Regions from separate parts of the Sus scrofa genome. Here region 2 is linked to region 1. The links are chromatin contacts, called in public Hi-C maps. All regions are on one chromosome and are shown on one strand. Each heading gives the region's core, a stretch centred on a gene start, on an enhancer-like site or on the middle of the called end of the contact. The rest is flanking DNA. Distances are from core to core; before and after follow the strand shown.

What was found. A called contact is a pair of places that touch in the nucleus more often than the background predicts.
Region 2: a Hi-C map of heart right ventricle shows a contact between it and region 1, with 2.2 times the contacts expected there. The contact joins the promoter of GATA4 here to the promoter of MTMR9 in region 1. A contact is called at or near these places in 2 of 47 Hi-C or Micro-C datasets (heart right ventricle and liver).

Annotation. Positions count from the first base shown.
Region 1 is chr14:14,456,242-14,459,947 of Sscrofa11.1, forward strand. MTMR9 (myotubularin-related protein 9) reads left to right here and starts at 1,733. Exons shown (of 10, transcript XM_021072388.1): 1 at 1,733-2,377. The coding sequence starts at 2,196.
Region 2 is chr14:14,886,597-14,890,302 of Sscrofa11.1, forward strand. It overlaps GATA4 (GATA binding protein 4), which reads left to right and starts at 2,057. Exons shown (of 6, transcript NM_214293.1): 1 at 2,057-2,672. The coding sequence starts at 2,057.

The DNA of each region.
Region 1 (3,706 bases), core at 483-2,982:
TGAGATGCTCCATTCCCCACAGTGGTGATGATCAAGTTGGCACTTAAGACATGCTAGTTAACACCTCAATGTTTACATATGAGTGCCATTTATTATCAGATAAAATGATAACAATCATATCTGTAAGGTGTCGACTGTTTTCTGTACATTATAAATGCCATCATCTTATTTGGTTTATCAGAATCCTCTGAGACCCTTATACCCAGGAGTTCAGATTATAACTTACTTGACTACAGCTTCACTTAAGAGCGAATGCCTATCCCATTACTGTTGAACTCTGCCATCTACTGCTCATATAGTAAGTTAACCTATTTTGCTCCCTACCTCCTTTAGTCTCTATTATTGAATGTTTTCTTCAGATCACAAGGGCTTTCTATGCTTGAAGTTTCAACCCAGAGAAGATGTCATTTTCTAATAGTTTCCGGTATTTCATTATTACAGTCCAGCATAATATTGACAGTTTTCTCTCGTGGGCAAAAAGAGTTTATGCCTTAATGGAATATTAAACATTTTAAAATTTACGGAGTTCCCATCGTGGCGCAGTGGTTAACGAATCCGACTAGGAACCATGAGGTTGCGGGTTCGGTACCTGCCCTTGCTCAGTGGGTTAACGATCCGGCGTTGCCGTGAGCTGTGGTGTAGGTTGCAGACGCGGCTCGGATCCCGCGTTGCTGTGGCTCTGGCGTAGGCCAGTGGCTACAGCTCCGATTGGACCCCTAGCCTGGGAACCTCCATATGCCGCGGAAGCGGCCCAAGAAATAGCAAAAAAAGATAAAAAAAAAATTAATGATATTATATTCTTTCCATAGGCTCTTTTTCAGGAAGAAGTCACGAAATTTCTAAAGAATTTTTCCTTAGTTCTAGTAGGCATCATCAAACTCGTCAGCTATCTTGGCTACACTTCATGCGGGTTGTAAATCTTACTCTAACTTCTCCATAACACTTTCCCTAATTTTTCATTTTGTAAGTAAATTTTCCCGTCCACAACTGGTAATTGCTATGATGAACTACACAGTGGGAAAACAACAAAAATTCCAAGTCAAGGAAAAAAAAAAAAAGCTTTATAAATCATTTCTCCTCGGTCTCCCTTCTCTGTTGCTTCCTGGCATAATCTAGGCGTCTGGAAGTAGTTTCGTTGGATTGTATTCAATGGCGAAACAGTGCAGTGGTGAACAATGCCCAGTGCCTTGGATTTCATAGACCTAGATTGAAAGAGCCGCTACAGATTAGCCGTGTTTTGGAAGTCACTGGAGCTTCCGTACAGGACATCGCTTCCTTTTCTGTGTATTGTATGTATTTCTTCCTAGGTCCCCCCTCTCACAGGTGTTTGTTCAAGGTCACAACCCCTGCGGCATCCGTCCTTGCCCCTCCCTTACACCTAGAGCGTCTCTGGAGTCATAATCACCGGTTCGATCCCACCTGCCGCCTTTTCACCGCGAATGGATGAAAATCGTCACAATTAACAGCAGCCTTCCGCTCTGAAGACGATTACTTGAAGAATTACTACTCAAGTGGAAGAAGGCAGATCAGGGACCTCTTCTTACCGTCCCTTTTCCCTCGGCCTTTTCTCCTAAGAAATATTTGTGTGGGTGGCGGATGCAGTGGGGGGCATACGGACAAAGAGCTTTTTCCTACTAGGAACACAAATCTTCAGTTCCGGCTGTATATCCGGAGGCATTTTCATAGGACATAGGCGGGGGTCAGACATCCGAGTCTGACTTCCTGTCATATGAATTTCAAGCTCGCCGCTTCCGCCCGGAGTTGCTCTAGGCTCCCGCTGCGAGCAGCTACTTCCGCCAGGAGTCCTTAGGGTCTCAGTTTTAGACTCTGACCCTAGGGCGGCCTCCTCCTCCTCCTTGCATCCTTCCCACCCGGGGCCGGGTCCCTAGGTGCGGCGGTAGCTGTTGGGTTTGTCGCGGAGCGTCCTCACTACACGAGTCCTCGGCCTGGGGCGGGGACTGAGCGGTGTGGCAGAGACGCTCGGCCTGGCCCAGCCCAGATCTTTCACTGGCCAGTGACGGTGGCCAGGGGCCTCGCCGCGCCTACCCCGGCTTGGGGCGGGGCGCGGCCACCCCGCCCCGGCTCCCGCCCCTCCGGCCTGCCCAGTGCCGGGTCGTTCCCTTCAGCCCTGCGGCGGTGTAACCTTCTCGCACCTCCCGGACTCGGCAGTCCCCTGGCTCCGGCCGCTGGGGAACATGGAGTTTGCGGAGCTGATTAAGACGCCGCGGGTGGACAACGTGGTGCTGCACCGGCCTTTCTACCCGGCCGTCGAGGGGACCTTGTGTCTGACTGGTCACCACCTGATCCTGTCGTCCAGGCAGGACAACACGGAGGAGCTGTGGCTCCTCCATTCAAACATCGACGCCATCGACAAGCGGTGAGTGCCTACCCCACCCCCTCCCTATTCTGCGGGGAAAGTGGGGTCGTCAGGTGCACGTCTGCGAGAACGTGCCCCAGTGTTTTCTTCGCCTCCTGTCGCCCAACTAGCCAGCAGAACGAGCCTCCTCCAGTCCAGATTGAGGATTTGAGTTTTAGAAAGCAGAAAACCATCCAAATGAGATATGTGGTTTCTGTTAAATCTAACTGGAATTCCCAGGGGTATCACGTGGTTTTTTTTTATCCTGATTGCCATTTTTGGTATATACCACTATTTGGGTGGATTTGCAACGTTTTCTTTTAAAATTTCTTCTTCACCATCATATTCCTTGAATATTAATTGTCCATCATAGTTCATGAAGTTGTGATTGATGTGATTTTGGTGAAATCTTTACTTGCCACTTCTGAGCAAAACTCAACTCAGTATAAATGCCACAAAACCTTTCCCCCCTCTTAAAAATGTTCAGTTTATCATATTTCTCCTTACTTTTATTTTCCAAGTCATCAACTTAACACTTCCCATTATGGGAGATTATAACGTCTTCTATTTATCTTTGTTCTGCTTTTGGAAAGAACACAATTGGCTCTTAAACCAAGGCATTAATTAACCTCTTTTTTGCATCCCACTCTGTCCTTCCAGGGTAGTGTCTCAGAGTCATAAAGTTATCTTTTATCATCACAATTCCCAGAGGCTCTGTGTACTTAATGTAGCCCAAAGAAGGTCAATTGGTTATCCAATTTACACTAAGATATAAATGATTGACATCAGCTTTTTCAATTACCTCTCAGGAGAATTAGGATATTAAGATTCCTAGAGAGGGTACACCTTAAGGGAAAATACTATCTAACAATAGAAGTTAAACACTATATGAGGAAGTGGTGATAGAGTTATGGTTTCAAACAGAGGGATCCTGCTGAACTCCTGAAATCACATTCTCCTGTGTAAAAGTTTTTAATATTCTCTCCTTGCCTGCATATAATGTCGACACCCCTTAGTCTGTCTTGCTGGCACTCCTTATTCTGGCCCTACCTACTTCTTGCCATTCCCTTTCCTGAACTCTTTTTACCAGCCAGTCCTCACTATTTATTTATTTATTTGCTCATCCTTGTCCTGCATTCTCTGATGTCTGTATTTTACTGACATTCTCTTCCTTCTGCCTGGAATGCCTTGCTCCTCCCAAATTTGTTAAACATTTATTGAATGTTGTTACATTTCAGACATTTTGTGAAGCATTAAGGACACCAAAATGAATAAACTATAGCTCTTGTCTTTCAGGAGGTTTATAGGCTATCATCCAGCTGTTACTCATCTTTCAATTTTCATTTTAAC
Region 2 (3,706 bases), core at 807-3,306, 430 kb after region 1:
CAAACTTCTCACTGGAAGGAAATGGCCACCAAACCAATAATTTATTGTATAGTTTTGAAAGCAGATAATAAACTATTTAATATTTAACATACTACTATATATTAGTTTTATTATCATTAGTAATGTTGCAAAAATAGTGAAAAGCATTATATAGTGTGTATTAGAAATTCTCTTTCCTTGTGCCTGTTATAAAAGTTTTATAAGACTGTGTTATAAGAGCTTTACATGTATTATTTTATAATCCTCACTCATAATGATCCTACAATATAGTTACCTTTACTATTTGAATTTTTGCAAACAGGAAACTGAGGCACAGAAAAGTTAAGTAAATCTAAAGTCAGTCATTAAGTGGCAGAGTAGGTATTAGTACATAGTTAATATCTTTGTAAATCTACTATTGCAATAAAACAGAAACCATTGTTAAGAGTAGCTGCCTTTTCTTAAGGAGAAAAATGGGCATAGGCTGGACAGCCTTAAACCCCTGAAGTCCCATAGATCCTGTCCCCCACTCCCTTTAATTGTATTTTGATGTTAGAGGAGTTTCAAAACTTTCTGATGCTTCAGTTCCCTCTTTGGTAAAATTAGGAGAGACACTTTTGCTTGGTGGAGTTGTGGAGAAAAATGAACTGAAACCAAGCAGGCGCTTCAGAATATGGAGCTCTTAGTTTTATCAGAAAAATTGCCTGGTGAAATCAAAACACAGGATGCAAGGATATAAGCAAGTCCTTCAAACTGTTCTTTCCCTGAAGCAGTTTCTTTGGTGTTCTGATCCCCTACACAGGTGGAGCAGTGATTCCATATGAAAATTCTATTCAGTGAAGTGGTATGGTCCAGTGAATACTGTAGTTTTTTGCAAAGTGACCCTCACTTTTCTCATCTTAATATCTAGTCTGCAAAATCTCCAAAATAAAACTGTTTGCAAGAAACGTGTGTCTTGTCTGATTTGATGTCTACATAGTGTATGGACAAGAGATTCCACAAACCTTTTCACCGAGATTTAGCAGACGCTGTGCTCATTTATAAATGTTTAGACTCTGCCTCTAGTTAAAAAAAAAATTGCGAAGAACAATTTCATACGTTTCTGGTTTTTATAAAGTTTGTCATTGTCTTCCATAGGCAATAAAGTTCTTTCATGGCCAGGATCAGTTGCGGAAGGGTAGGATAACAGAGATGAGCGAGATTTCCTGGGAACTAGGCACGGCAGGAAAACCCGAAACACTTGGACTTTTAAAATATTATAACAAGAATACGCTAGCAATAAGGTAAAATTAAAGTTCTTCCTAAGAAGCAATACAAAAAACAACAACAAAAACAAACCTGAGATCACAACAAATAGTTAGACGTCCAATAACCAAGAAGTCCCGTTTCTAAGGCGCCGCTCCCCATGGCGTCCCTCAGGTAACCAGACTCCATGGCCTCTGCAGAACAGCTTCCCACGGAACCGTGTGGCCTCCGAAGCTGGGCCCCCAAGACTGGCGGTTTTGTTTGCAGGGCGGAAGAAGCTATCAGGCTTAGGGGAAATGAGCTCCGAAAAATCCAGATGAACATTTTTCCCTCTATGTCGTTCTCCCTTAGGACCGCGGCTGCATCGCGGAGGAAAGGAGCCAGCCGGGCCCCTCGGCCTTGGAGCCAGCTTACCGCACCCTGCGCCCCAGGCCTGGGTGCCCTGAAAACGGCGGCGCCTCGCAGGGACCAGCCCGGCCCGCGTGAGACCGGCGGGAGCCCCACACCCACGCCCAGGCGCTTCCCTCCGTCTCCGGGACCTCCAGGCCCTGCAGTGGATTCGGCTCTTCCTTCACCACCCCTGGGAACGACCACAAATTCAATTTGGGATTTTTCTGAGTAAACCCGAGCTTAGACGCTTTTGCTGGATTTATTTAATACGTACATATTTTTTGAAGGATTTGTGGTTTTTTACCTTTGATTTTTGATCTTCGTTTTTGTGACAGCCCCTCGCCTGTACATTATTATTCGTATTTATATTTTTTTGTTATTATTTTCTTTCCCCGCCTTGCTTCTTGGCCCGAGGACTCGGACGCTGCGAGCGCGCGGGGCGATGTACCAGAGCCTGGCCATGGCCGCCAACCACGGCCCGCCTCCGGGGCCCTATGAGGCGGGCGGCCCGGGCCCCTTCATGCACAGCGCAGGCGCCGCGTCCTCGCCCGTCTACGTGCCCACGCCGCGCGTGCCCTCCTCTGTGCTCGGCCTGTCCTACCTCCAGGGCGGAGGCGGGGGCGCCGCGGCCGGGGCCGCCTCGGGCGGCAGCTCCAGTGCCGCGCCGTCGGGCGCTGGGCCCGGGACCCAGCAGGGCAGCCCGGGCTGGAGCCAGGCGGGAGCCGAGGGAGCCGCTTACACCCCGCCGCCCGTGTCGCCGCGCTTCTCCTTCCCGGGCACCACCGGGTCCTTGGCCGCCGCCGCCGCCGCCGCCGCGGCCCGGGAAGCCGCGGCCTACAGCAGTGGCGGCGGGGCGGCGGGCGCGGGCCTGGCGGGCCGCGAGCAGTATGGGCGAGCCGGCTTCGCGGGCTCCTACTCCAGCCCCTACCCCGCCTACATGGCCGACGTGGGAGCGTCTTGGGCCGCGGCCGCCGCCGCCTCCGCCGGTCCCTTCGACAGCCCGGTCCTGCACAGCCTGCCCGGCCGGGCCAACCCCGCCGCCCGACACCCTAATCTCGGTGAGTGCTGAGCGCGAGTACCCGGGCAGTTGGTAGGGAACGGGGGCCGTCATGATTCCTGTTAGGGACTTTTAATTTTAAACAAGTATGTGGGGGGGGGGGTGAGGAGAGGGTTGCGCGAGTTTCTGAGGAAAGCAAACGGGAGGACAACTTGGAGGCCAGGGCGATGGTGGCGGTGAAGGGCACAGCCCCCGGAGCCCAGTTATTTTAGGTGAGGGTGGGCGTGTCCTCTAGATCCTTTTCTGGAAGGGAGAGAAAGCTGCAGGGATACGGGTCTGAGTGCGTCCTCCGCGCAGCCCCAGGCCTCGGGTGACTGGGCCGCCGTGCGCCCCTCGAGCCCTCGGTGCACTGCGCTGCGACCACCGGGTTGCTGCGCCCGCTTCCTCCTGGCCCGGCTCAGAGCCCCAGCCCGGGACTGATTACAAGGCTTAGGCCCACGATCTTCTGGGCCATTTGGCATCCAAGCTGGAGGATACTTTGCGGTGGCAGATTTTCCGGTCGTGGATTTCACACCGGGAACAAACGAGGGACCAGAGGAGCAATGGAGATGGGTTGAACCGGGGCCAGCACGAGGTGTGAGGCGGGTGCCTGGGGGCCCGAGCGTGTTGTGACATTGTGTTGGTCGGTGGATGGAGGTGCCCAGGGCTTCGTCGGAAGCGTACCCTTGGTCGGTGTCAGAACACCGGAAGCCCAGAGCCGCTTCTTTATAATGTCGGACTTAAGTGGAGACTTTGCCGCAGATTCACAGTTGAGTCTCCTCTTGTCCCCGAGGGCTGGGGTTAGAAATAATCGTGCTGGGCACAATTTTCTATCTCCTTTGAATGTCAGACCTGGGAAGGACCGCAAGCCTGTGCCCCTTGCCCGGATTTACAGATGAACTGAATGAAGTACCAAGAAAGACTTCGGCGGCGCTTCTGGCTGGGAGAAAAAAGGGAAGTGGCAACTCGAGTTCAAAATGCATGGGACCTCTAGTCCTGTGGAATTTCAACAAGGGATGGGATCGGGTTTGGATGGACATGGCAGCTTTTGTCGCG